Linked DNA regions of Mus musculus: region 1 is linked to region 2. Evidence: chromatin contacts called from public Hi-C data. All regions are on one chromosome and are shown on one strand. Each heading gives the region's core, a stretch centred on a gene start, on an enhancer-like site or on the middle of the called end of the contact. The rest is flanking DNA. Distances are from core to core; before and after follow the strand shown.

Evidence for each region. Hi-C and Micro-C count contacts between places; a contact is called where the count stands out from the background.
Region 1: a Hi-C map of the N1E-115 cell line shows a contact between it and region 2, with 3 times the contacts expected there. The contact joins two enhancer-like sites. A contact is called at or near these places in 3 of 484 Hi-C or Micro-C datasets (the N1E-115 cell line, nephron progenitors and neural progenitor cells).

Annotation. Positions count from the first base shown.
Region 1 is chr6:93,130,302-93,136,472 of GRCm38.p6, forward strand. No RefSeq gene overlaps it. Among named protein-coding and RNA genes, the nearest start is that of Gm38863, 61 kb to the right of the region's middle. Within about 2 kb of position 3,775, at least 13 of the 459 cell types and tissues checked have an H3K27ac peak or open chromatin away from gene starts, as enhancers often do. A contact at or near this core is called in the N1E-115 cell line, where this site is marked.
Region 2 is chr6:93,000,873-93,006,844 of GRCm38.p6, forward strand. The region is part of intron 1 of 9530026P05Rik (RIKEN cDNA 9530026P05 gene); the gene reads left to right. Among named protein-coding and RNA genes, the nearest start is that of Adamts9, 60 kb to the left of the region's middle. Within about 2 kb of position 3,934, at least 20 of the 459 cell types and tissues checked have an H3K27ac peak or open chromatin away from gene starts, as enhancers often do. A contact at or near this core is called in the N1E-115 cell line, where this site is marked.

The DNA of each region.
Region 1 (6,171 bases), core at 2,525-5,024, 130 kb after region 2:
AGTCTAGGATTACATGCAGCAGCATCAGACGGCATGCTGATAACTCTTGTTTTTCCCTAGGGCTTCCTTTATCTGTCTGTCCTCCCTGTGGTTAGGAGCTCTGCCTTGATGTTCCTGCTAAGTCCAACTCTTCACAAACATCTTCAACAATGTGCTGTTGCTCAATCTCTTCTACTCTTTGAGAAGGCTGATCAACTCTCTACAGAGAGAGCAAAAGAACCAGAGGCTAACATTGGGGAACACAGAGCTACAATGGTCTGAATTCTCCTTGTTGCGAACTATATGAAGAGATCATTTTTTATCGGTGACTCTTTGGGGTAATTATTAAACATAATAATATTACTAGATAAATTATTCATTAAAGTAAAATGATTTGCTTATCTGGGGTGAAAAAGGAAGAATGGGCCATAGGATATAGATGTCTAAAGATGACTTGGGGGAGATATTTTAGAAAGTAAGTGTTAAGAAGTTTATTTTCATATTATTTTCTACTGCTAAAGCATAAAAATCATTCAGAGGGACTCCACAATGTTGGGATTAATTATCAAATTCGCTGGAGTGACTTGGAAAAGCCCACGGAGGGTTGGCAGGGGATTTCAGGGGATACAGGACAGTGCACGTGGGAGAAAGAGCAGACTGTCCACATTCTGAGCAACTTTTCTCCTATACTTTCCAGTACCACAGCTCAGGACGCTCCCTCTAAGATGTCCACGTTCCTGCACCAGGAACTCCCCTCTGTCATAGTGATGGTTTAGCCATGGGAGTGTGTGTGTGTGTGTGTGTGTGTGTGTGTGTGTGTGTGTGTGTGGTGGGGTGGCTCCCAAACACCCTCCTCTGTACTTTGTGCTTTTAAGTAGCATGGAGTTAATCAAGGCAGGCTGAACTCCTTGCAAGCAGAGGGAGGCACAAACCTGCTTTTCTTTACCCTTTTTTGAAGACAGCCTGATTGTGTAATCGTACCCACACGAGTCTGGCTTGTGTTGTTAGAGGAATTATCTCCTCATTAAAAATAAATCTTAATAGACCTAATTTGAAGGCTGCTTTTGTCTGTAACTTGATCAAGAAGGTAATGAATGTGAGCCAGGTTTTTAAGCTGAGGGACAGTAGAAAAAGTCAGAAATGTTCAACAGGACAGATTACAGCCACAGTAGGGGCTTTGATATGCTAATGAGCACTGGGACAATCAAATACAAATGGGATGGTCTTGTGCATGGAGTGTTACTTAACCCTGCCCTTGGGTATCAGGAAAACCTCAGTCTCAGAGAGGGTTCATTTTCAGAGGACAGCTGCTCTCTATGGGCCTCAGCTTCCCCCAGCTGTTAAATGGGATAATAGTTTCTATACCAATTATAGACATTAGCTGCTCTAATTGTCATAGTGCAGTGGTGGTAGGTGTTAAGTGAGTCAGTCAGGATTAAGCACTCCTAACAGCTTTTGGGTGTCTGGTCTAGTGGAGGGTTAATGACAGCACTTACTATAAGGTGTAGCTATTATTATTCTTTAGATTATTTTTGTCTTTTCTACTCTATTGAGCAAGAAAACACTCATATATCCATAGACTGTGGAAGTTGGGAAAACATTTAGAGGTTTGTTTCTAGTCTGTTTCCATGTGTGTCTACCTTATTCAAGATAGTGATTGTGCCCCCACCATGGTGGTGCATACCTTTCTTTATTTAATCCCAGCACTCTGGAGGACAGAGGCAGGGGGATCTCTGAGTTCAAGGTCAGCCCAGTCTACGGAGTGGGTCCCAGGACAACCAGGGCTATACAGAGAAACCCTGTCTTAAAAAAACAAGACAAAACAAAAACCAAGGCAACAAACAAACAGATGAGCAAACAAGCAAACAAAAACAAAGCAAAATAAAAAACTCAAGATATTGGTTATACAAGAAAAGGGTTCCTTTACTTCTTTCTAGGTTTGGAGAAATGTTAAGTTAAATAAAATCAATCTTTTAGTGTGGCACTGGCTACATCTGTCATCAAATGGGGCATATTCTAGTCTCTCTGTGATGGTTGGATCCAAATACTTTCCCACATGTTCTTATTTTTTATTTTTTTTTTGTTTTGTTTTATTGTTGTTGTTTTCTTTTGATTTTTGAGACAGGTCTCACACCCTGGCTTAAAGCTTGATCTGGGCATCATTTTGACGGCCTAGAATTAAAAAACAAGCCAGGCCTGAATGGCAGAAATAGATATGTGATGGTGGATATAAAGGTGATATTCTCTTCTGACTTCTCTCCTGCTTTCTGGCCCATAGTCGGAATGTGAACAAGGCTCACCCACAGGCTCCCACCACCACAGAGCTGCGCCATACCTTCTCCCACCACGGTGGATTATACTTTGACATTTCGTGCCAAAATAAAACTTTCTTCCCTTAAGATGTTTCTGTCAGGGTTTTTGGTCAGAGATGCAAACATAACTCTAATAAACAATCTATAAATGATTTATCATTGTTCCTAGCTCATAATAGCAGCTCACAATTTGGTGGTGATTCCAGACAGTACACACTCCCAAGTGATCTGACCACAGCATTAATCTGTTGTAGGATGTCTCCTGATCTCCTGGGAGCATTGGTTTTTGAAAACTGGCTGAGAACTCACTGATGTTCATAGAGGAAAGTGAAGCTTGCCTAACCTTAATTAGTCAGGCCAGAGCCCTACCTGTGGTCTGAGTCTCCCAGTGCCTTCCCAGTGGGCTTTGTATAAAGCCCACAGCTTGCCCTGGCCTGGGTTTCTGAAGGAAAAGACCTGGAGTAACACAAGGATGGGTGAAATACAGTTTTGAGGACACAGGCATACAAACCCACCAGGGCACCTGCCTTCTCTGAATGGTCTCATGCATTCAAGATGCAAGATGTCTGAGAACCACAGGGAACTCACTTCTAGCATCTCACCTTCCTCTTCTATCCTGAGGATGGTTGTACTTGCCCTGTGAGCTCCTCAGACTGTAAGTGAAGAGTGTAGGTGAAGAACATCCATTAGTTATCAACAAAACAACATTCCCGGCACACAGCAAGGGTTCAGAAAACTGTGCCAGTCATTGACAGTGTTTCAAGGTATGGCCTATGTCAGAGACAATAAAGGAGATTCCATGACAGTGGTGTGTTTGCCAGGGCCTTCCTCGTAAAGGACTTAAAAATTTTTTCTTTAACAAACAAAACAAAAAAACAAACAAACAACACACCCCCCCTCAAAAAAAAAAAAAAACCTGGCTAGAAATGGGGCCATAGACCTTAACAGGTACTTTTCAAAAGACTATCAAATGGCCAACAGTACAGGAAAAGAGGCTCCTTTTAAAAAAATCAACTGGGTAATGCAAATCAAACTCACCCTGGCATGGGAACTGAACTCTCTCTTACAAGGATGGTTACTATCAAATATAACAAGTACTGTGGGATGTAGGGAAAATGGAACCCCATCCACTGCCGGTGAGAGTGTAAATCAGTGACAGTGGAAAAGAGCATGGCGGTTCCTCGAAACAAAACAAAAATACAGAACTAACCCAGTAACCCCACTCTGCATATGCAGCCAAAGAAAATGAAGGCAGTGTAGTGATCCAGAGGCACCTCCATGCTCAGTGCTGCACTAGACACAGAAGCCAAGAAAGGCAGAGAAACTCATAGACAAAGAGGGATACTATTCATCCATAAAAAGAAAGAAATTGTGCCATTTGTGCCATAGCTGTAACTGGAGATGATTGTATTAAATGAAATACTCCAGGCACAGAAAGACATATAGCATGTGATCTCCTCCTGATCTCACAGACATCCAGAGCAGAACGATAGCTTCTAGAGACCAGGGGACTGTGCTCTGATGACGGAGCACTGAGTCACTTCTCAGCAGCAGTATGAAGTTCTGATGCCGCTGCTGCACACTGCTGATTGCAGATTACAGCTCACTGCACACAGCACAAGCTATGAGGAAAGGATCTGCAAGTGTGAGCCATGACGTTTTCAATTGAGGAATGACTGAAGACGTGATTAAGCATTGGGTAAGGTACAACTGAATCAAACATCTTGATATTTCATGAATATGTATATGTTTATGTTTAAATTTTTAAAAAGCGTCAGTGAAAAGGTTGTCAGCAGAAACATCTTGAGAATGCTGTACAGTGAGCAACACTATGAAACTTTTTGTTAATATTGCATTGGCCCGCAAGTAAGTCACCACATTCCTCTTTAACAGTGAGAGTATAAAAGACCAATCTGGTCACGGTGCTGAGGGCAAGTGACTGCTGGGCATCCAACCATAAATGGGACATCTCCATCATGCCTCTAAGGCCCATAGGAAGAGGGTAGAAAGGCTGTAAGAAGAGGAGGGTGGAGAGGCGTGCCATGGAGTCCCACCATCCACCTGTGCCATTGCAACCACAAATAGTAGTGGACATGGACAAAGACTGGACCCTCAGCACTGCCTCTTGGACAGAGGGCACCCAAAGGACTCACCCCTCCCTGAGGAGCTATTGACTGTTAAACTGTTGATGGTTGCTACAGGAGGGAGTGCTATCTTCTTGGATGGTATAGCCACTGAGAAGAAGAAGAGGGAAATGGGGTGATAACAGGATGATGGGGCTGTCGAATATAGTCGCGCACATTGTGTGAGTGACAGTGTCAGAATGGTTTTTTAAAGAGAGCTGCTAGTTTTTTGCTGCCAGCATGGAGGAATTATGGTTTAGGTTTGGGGACGTTGGATATCACTCCAGAAATTTCTGAGGCAATTAATCATAGCAGGGATGTCTAAACAGTGCTCACCCATCAGGCAGGGAGCCATGGCAGACCTAGAGCCAAGGCCCAACAGAAGAAGAAATGAGATACTTTATGGAAATTTTTATAGTAATATGAATAGTAAATGTTGCTTGTGGGATCCAGATTGTCAATGGAGTTTATCGGCATAAATCTCTTTCATCTCACTTTCCAGCAGCTTATTTTTATTGTACTTTATAGAAACAGTCCAGAACGAATAAGTTTTAAGACAAATAAAATACAAACTCATTTTAAATAACTTCTAAAAGCATGATCCTCAGAAGTTTGTTCCTAGACACTAGTGTTCTTTTTTATTTTCTTTAAGATTTAGTTAGTTAGTTAGTTAGTTAGTTAATGTATATGGGTACTCTGTTTCATGCACACCAGAAGAATGCATCCCATTACAGATAGTAGTGAGTCACCATGTGGTTGCTGGGTATTGAACTCCAGAGCTCTAGAAGACCAACCAGTGCTCCTAACCACTGAGCCACCTCTCCAGTCCCAGGCTGCTCTTGAGAATATTAAAATTTCAGAAGCATTGCCATGGTCTCCAGAATACTGTCTCAACCTCCAAATTGAGTAAGCACCACATTCCAGCCCTGGAACTACCTCGTTTCTAAAATCAAGTCTGCTCAGCGGGTACCCGTCCCAATCTTGGTAAGATCAGGTTCAGCTGTGTCCAATTACAGAGGGCTGGCACCTAGGCAGACTTGAGAAAGCAGAAGCTGAAGGGTGTCCTGGTCAAATCTCTCTTCCTTTCCTTTATAGGGTTGAAATTCAACCCTATAAAGAAAGAGAATACAAAGGTGGGTCAAGGAGTCCAAAGCTAGATCTCAATGCATGAGCCAATGACAGCCACCCATGGCCATAAGCCTAGGGCTGGACCGTGGTTAATAATATTGCTTGTCATCTTGACAGGATCTTTAATCAACGAGGAGAGGAGCTTCTAGGCAGCTCCCTGAGGCATGCTTTTGGATTGGGTTAACAGAGGTTAGAAGACCCACCCCGAATGTGGGTGGCACCATTACATGAGCTGGGGTACCAGACTGGGTGAGAGGGATGCAGTGATCTGAGCATCAGCATCCATTACTTCCTGACTGAGGGTGCGGTGTGACCCAGTGGCTGAAGCTCTACTTTCTAGCCACAGTGGACCGTATCTCCTGGAAGACTTCATGAGACAAATCCTTCCTCACTTTGTTTTTCTTTGTCAGATAACCTTGTCACAGAAATCAAAAGAATAACTAATACACAAGCCATTACTCTCGACCTACTCTGAGTACCTTGGCACGGTGGTTATGTGCATATTAGTAGTCACCCATCACCTAATCCCAGATTTTTCCTTCTGGTATCTTTCAAATTCCATTCATAGGTTTAGGATTGTTTCTTCCTTATCTCCATGGATGAATCAATACGTCTTTCATATGTCCTAA
Region 2 (5,972 bases), core at 2,684-5,183:
CCAGAAGCACACTTGTTTAAAGAACACTGGAAGCTTCTTCCAACAGAGGGAAATGGTCAACGCAAGAAGCAAAGCTCTAGGTTTCTGGCAGGTGACAGCACTGCACCAGCTGCAGCCTGTGACTGAGTTCCAGAGGGAAGGTGAGGAGTGTCAGAGTTTAGCTTGGGGCTCTGTCTGGGGGCTTCCTTTAAATGCAAGTGTGTGGGCTCCCCTTTCTCCTTTCCCAAAGTGCCTGTCAGTGTGCAGAGTCGTCATGGCTGTTGTGGACACCCTACGGATTCTGCCAACACAATGGAAATGGTGTGACCCTCACACACCTTTGCATAGGCAGAGACCAATGAGGAGGGCAAGGCATGTATCTGTCTTTCTCCAAAAATGAGTCATGCCATTCCAGTTCAGTCCGTAGCTCTTGTGGCCCCCAGAGTAAGGCCCATCACAGCCTAGCATGCCTGGGTGAGTCAGTTACTCTACAACTCAGGAGCGATAACCTCCTCCAGCCAGCGGGCCATACCTGCTGCTATTTGAGTACCTATGTTTCATGCTTTTTTTTTGTTCTTTTTGTCCCAACCACTAGCCTTCTCATCAGTTTATTAGATGTGGTATACTCTATTTGCCGTTTGAGTTCTCTGTTATGCCTCAAAAGGTTTCTTCCTTCCACTCTTTACCTTACTTCCATTCTCCATGACAAATGTCACAGTATTCTGAGTCCTGGCCCAAGTGGTGGGAGTCACTTTTAACACATTGAGGTCTCCACTGTTGAGGGTTCTACCACTGAACATGTATGTAGTGATTTCTTGATTTGTTTCTTGTTTTGTTTTGAAAATTCTTGAATATGTCTATCTCTGGTCTCTTCAGCAAGTTCCTTCCTCTTCTCTTCTTTCCTTCCTTCCTCCCTTTAGCCTTATTCAGAAGTTCTTGTAAATAGCATACTGACTAAGACTTGAGACAAGATGCTGAAGGATGAAATGGATAATACTAGCACCTGATATTTATGGTGCTGTGAGCCAGCTTTGTCCAAAGTAAGCATTACCCATGGAAGTAAACTGTCTTACGTCTCCAATGCTGTTAACGGGAGCTTCATTCTGATCTGTGAAAATCTCCAGCTTGGACCACTCTGACCTCTTCAGTAAGGAAGTACCTGTTCTCACTGGCCAGCCTGGGTTTCCTGACCAGTCATTATGGTAAGGAAAAGAACTCTGGCCCACATGAAGTTCAGCTGCAGCCTATCTGTGAAACCAACATGGAACCAGTCTGACTCTTTGGCTACCACTTATGTGAGATGCGGTGGGGGTGGGGCCGTGGCAGATCAAGATCAAGAATAAAGGAACCATGCCCATCTCAATCACATTCTCAGGCAATTAAATCCAGCAGCCATGTTTGCTCCTTGAGTAAACACATTAGTGCCTTTTACTTCCTTCTTGGCTTCAGTGCATACAGGGCAGAAATGCCTACACTGTACTAATTCCTAGTGCCTGTCCCTGATGCCACAGAGTGAATAAAAGTAGCAGTCAGTTGTTTGGTTGAACTAGGCTTAGCATCCAAATCTAGGAGGACTTTCATAACAGGATGACTGACTGTTTAGCTTCATGTGCTCTTCAAGGGACCAAGCCTTTCCAGCATGGAGACCTGGACCTTAGTTTGCTTTCTCTGACAGCTTCCTCCAAAGTAGCCAATCTCATCCCACACTAATCCTGTAAGGAAGAGCAAAGTGAGGCCCTGGATGTTTTTCTCTAACGTGCATCACATTTACCCAGATGACGACTTAATGTGTACATATTGGGAGTGTCACCTCATAATTCTTTAATAGCAGGTCAGAAAGGGGGTCTAGGAATTTGCATTTCTGAGAAGTCCCTAAACACTGTTGCTGCTGGGACCAAATCTGAGAAGCTCTGAGCTGTCGTGGTCTTGTTGTGCTAACAAAATCAGTTTGTGATGGTTTACCTGTGAAATGTCCTCCACAGGTTCAATGTGTAAACACTTGATCCTCAGATGATTATTTTAATTGGGGGAGGTTGTTAACCTTTAGGAAGTGGAATCTAGTTAGAGGAAATGGGCCATTAGGAGGTCAGAAGGATGCACCTTAAGGCTAAAACCTGACCTTACTTCCTGCCTAAGCCTTTTCAGTTACTTTGTGACATATGTCTACTGCCATGAGTAGGAGCTCATCTAACCAACATGCCTTCCTTGCCACAATGGGCTATTCTCTCTGTAAGTTTGTAAACACCTGGTATCAATTCAACACAGGGGGAGTTTTCCCACTAGATTTAGTGTCTACAAACCTAAGAGATCCCTTCCTTATGTGTACTTGTATTACAGTATCAGTAAAGGCCTAGTACGAAGAAATTATCATATTTCATTTTGGTCAAGACAATGGTATCTTTGGCCTGGGTGGAGACCTAAGAATCCAGTTAGGGTGGATAATCAGTTAGCTAGGGGACCACCCCTCAACAAGGCAGATCCACCTTAAGTCATGCTTAAGAGATAGGAGGAACAATTACCTGTTTTATGAGATAATGTACTTTCTTGCCCCCCTGCCCAGTGCAGTCAGTACAGTAACCATGAGATTGTAACTTTCTAACCCTGAGTCTTAACCTTCCCACCTCTTCTCTTTTGTCTTTTGGATGCTGGCCAGAGTCTAAGTATGATTTTTCTGGCTCTTTCTCTATCCTCCCACCCCCAGCTTTATTACCAGTCATCTGCTTGTCCACCACATGGCTAACCACAGACCTAATTTAAATGGCATGGCTTTCTCTTGTCCTCTGTTCAATCTTATCTCCTTGGGCAGCTGCCTACATTTATAGCTTGTCTGCTTTGAGATTTTTCTTTAGAATTAGAATAAAATCCCCCCCAGCTGCCTTTCAAATCTGCCTTAAATTCTTTTATCAATGAGACTAAGAATTCTACGATGGGGACGCCAGTGCCCTTGGTAGCAAGGGCATTAGTATCTGATAAGGCCTCATCCTTTGTTGAGTAGTTAGCCAGTTAACCAATGTCAAAGGTCATTTGGAAGCCTGGCCAGGATCCCTGGAGAATTTAAGAACCATTCTGGCAACATTAGATAGAGTCTTCTGGCAAGATAGTTTCTAATGGGATTAGGAAGATAGCTTAATCGGTAAAGCGCTCGCTTTATGAGCATAAAGACTCCAGTTCAAGTTCAGGAAGCAGTGGAAAGTCTAGCAGAGCCACACTCATTTGTGATCGCAGTGGTGGAGAGGTAGAGACACAAGGATTCCCAGAGTTCACTGGGTTTCCAGCCTCCCTACATTGTGAGTTCCAGGCCAGCGAGAGAGAGCATCTCAAGACACAAGCTGGATAGCACCTGAGCAACAATATCTGAATCTGACTGTTAGCTTTGACATGTGCACACACCCATACACACACACAGGAACACCACACACATGGACGACACACACACACACACACACACACACACACACACACACACACACAATTGCAAATGGTCCTTCCATCCTTATGGTAGACTCCCAAAAGCCCTGAGAGATGGAAACTCATATTCTTTTATCCTAGAAGTGGCGTGTGAAGTTCTTCAGTGCTGAAAAGAACTGAGGTAGTAATAACCCAGTCTGTGCCAGTGTGGCCCTCCTCCAGCCTCCCAGAGACTAGTTGTACTACTAGAGGAAAAGCAAGTAGAAAGGAAATGAGAGCCACTCCTTCCACCGGGATTTGAAAAGCACTTCTTTTCGCCCTTTTGGACTCTAAACTTTTGGACACCAAGATTGCTCTTAATCTAAAGAAAACAGCAAAAGGATTGCAAGGCCTGAATACCTATTAATCAGAGAAGAAAAAAAAATTCCCAGCTCCATACATACATTATCAGGGAGGAGTTACACCATCCATTATTCTGATGGGTCCTAGAGGGAGGTTAAGGATGAGATCAGCCCCAAACACAGGCAGAGTTTGTTGGCAAGTGCCACAGTGGGGGTGTGTGTTGCGATCTTTTTTTAGCCTCACTAAGGATAAGAGCATATGTGATGAAGCAGCTATCTGTCTAAAAGTGTAACCCCAAACAGAACCTTACAAACGGGACAGAAGGAAGAAAACCAGGAGTGGAGAGAAGAGACAATGAAAGATGAGTGTTGTGTTTGCCCCTCTGTCTGGGAAATCTGCCATCTCACTCCATTTCATATGCTGACGGCCTTGGGAGTCATGCCCAATCTTCTGACCCATATTAGGCAGTAAAACACACACACACACACACACACACACACACACACACACACACACACACACCCATTTGTCTGCTTACCTTGATAAGAGGTAAATTTTGTGTTTATTTCCAGATAACTAGAGAAAGCATTGCTTGAAAATGAGCTGAAACTGTGGTTTGCCTGGAAGTGTTTATAAAAAGGAGAGATGGGCTGACAGGAGTCCACTGGTTTGTAATCTTGTTTCTCCTTCAGTGTTTAGATTTGTTTTTTCTGCAACCTGCCCAACAGTTTTGCGTGGCTTTGGATTTGAGTCCATGTCTTTTGTATTTATTGTTTTCGAATCACTGGCCTCCATAAGTCTTCCTGTTACAATAGATTTCCAGTAAATGGCAAAGGCCCTTGAATCTGTCTTCAGTCTTAGGTCAGATTGGCCAAAAGCCTCACATGGGTGGGCATCCACAGAAGGCCTTGACTGTCATGTTTATTTGCTTACTTTGGAGGTAGGAGACTGCCCTTTGTCCCAAAGAGTGGATACAGACATTTATGATGATGAGCAGTTGAAAGCCAGTGTGAGCTAAGTGGCTGGGCTTGGCTGGAACCAAACCCCAGTCAAGGTCAGAGTGGAATGCTGTTATTGCCGCATTAGCATTATCATCATCAATACGATTCTCCAAATTATTTTTTAATGGGGCCAATTTACCTCCAAGTCTGTAACCAAGGCGCAGATCACTTGTCTCCTCTTCAGCAGCCATTAGACATCAGTAAGGCGGAGTCTGGCCCTTTTAGCTCTAAATCTGATCTTGAGCTTTCCCAACAGTTACTTTATCCCCTCTCACCTCCCTTCCTCCATGCTGGAAATTGCCCATTAAACTCTGATTCAGAGTGCAAAGCTTCAATTGCTTCTAAGGCGCATGTTGCTCATAGCGCTCCTTTACATGAGCGAAGGATTTCAAAGCTGTTCGCAGTGTTGTTGCTTATACAAGTGGTTCTAGCACACCTAGATAAAACATCAAATTCGAGATGCTGTGTTGGGGATAGGGGCATGGATTAGCAGGTGAGAGAGTGCCTGGGTTAGAAACCCCAGCATCCACATAAACTGAAATTGGATGTGCACGCCTGTTATTCTGGTAATGCTCCCTGGCCCACCAGCCTAGCACAAAGGCAAGCTTCCGACTGATTTTATGAGAGTCTTGTAACAGGCTAGAGAGCAACAGGGAAGACACTGGATGCTCTATCCTCTGCATCACACTCACAGAAGAACACATCTCAACACACACACACACACACACACACACACACACACACACACACACAAAACTCGTATACAAGAGTACCTTAAAACAGATCTGGAAAATCTTCATACTTGCACAGCAAACCCTCAAGGAGCCATCTCCTCAGCAAACAGAGACTTCTAAAGTACCATCCAATACCGCAGAGCTCTAGAAGTCAAAAATCTGGGCGGCCTTAATGAGCTTCTTTTCTTAGGGCTTTACAGGACTGAAGCAAGGTTTCAGCTTGCCTGGATATTCTGGAAAAGTCCGCTTTAAGTTGACTCTGGTTGCTGACACATTTCTGTTCCTTGCAAGTCTGGAATAGAGCTTATTTTACTTTGCTGGATTTTTTTCTGATATGTTTTTAATGCTTTCCCTCACAAAGATACCTTGGTCTTTATCTATTTCTTGCTAGAAAAGACTGTTGCGAATGAGTTCAAGGCGCTTTCCCACTTTCACTTCTATTAGACTCAGTGTATCTGGTTTTATGTTGAGGTCCTTGATCCACATGGACTTGAGCTTTGTACAAGGT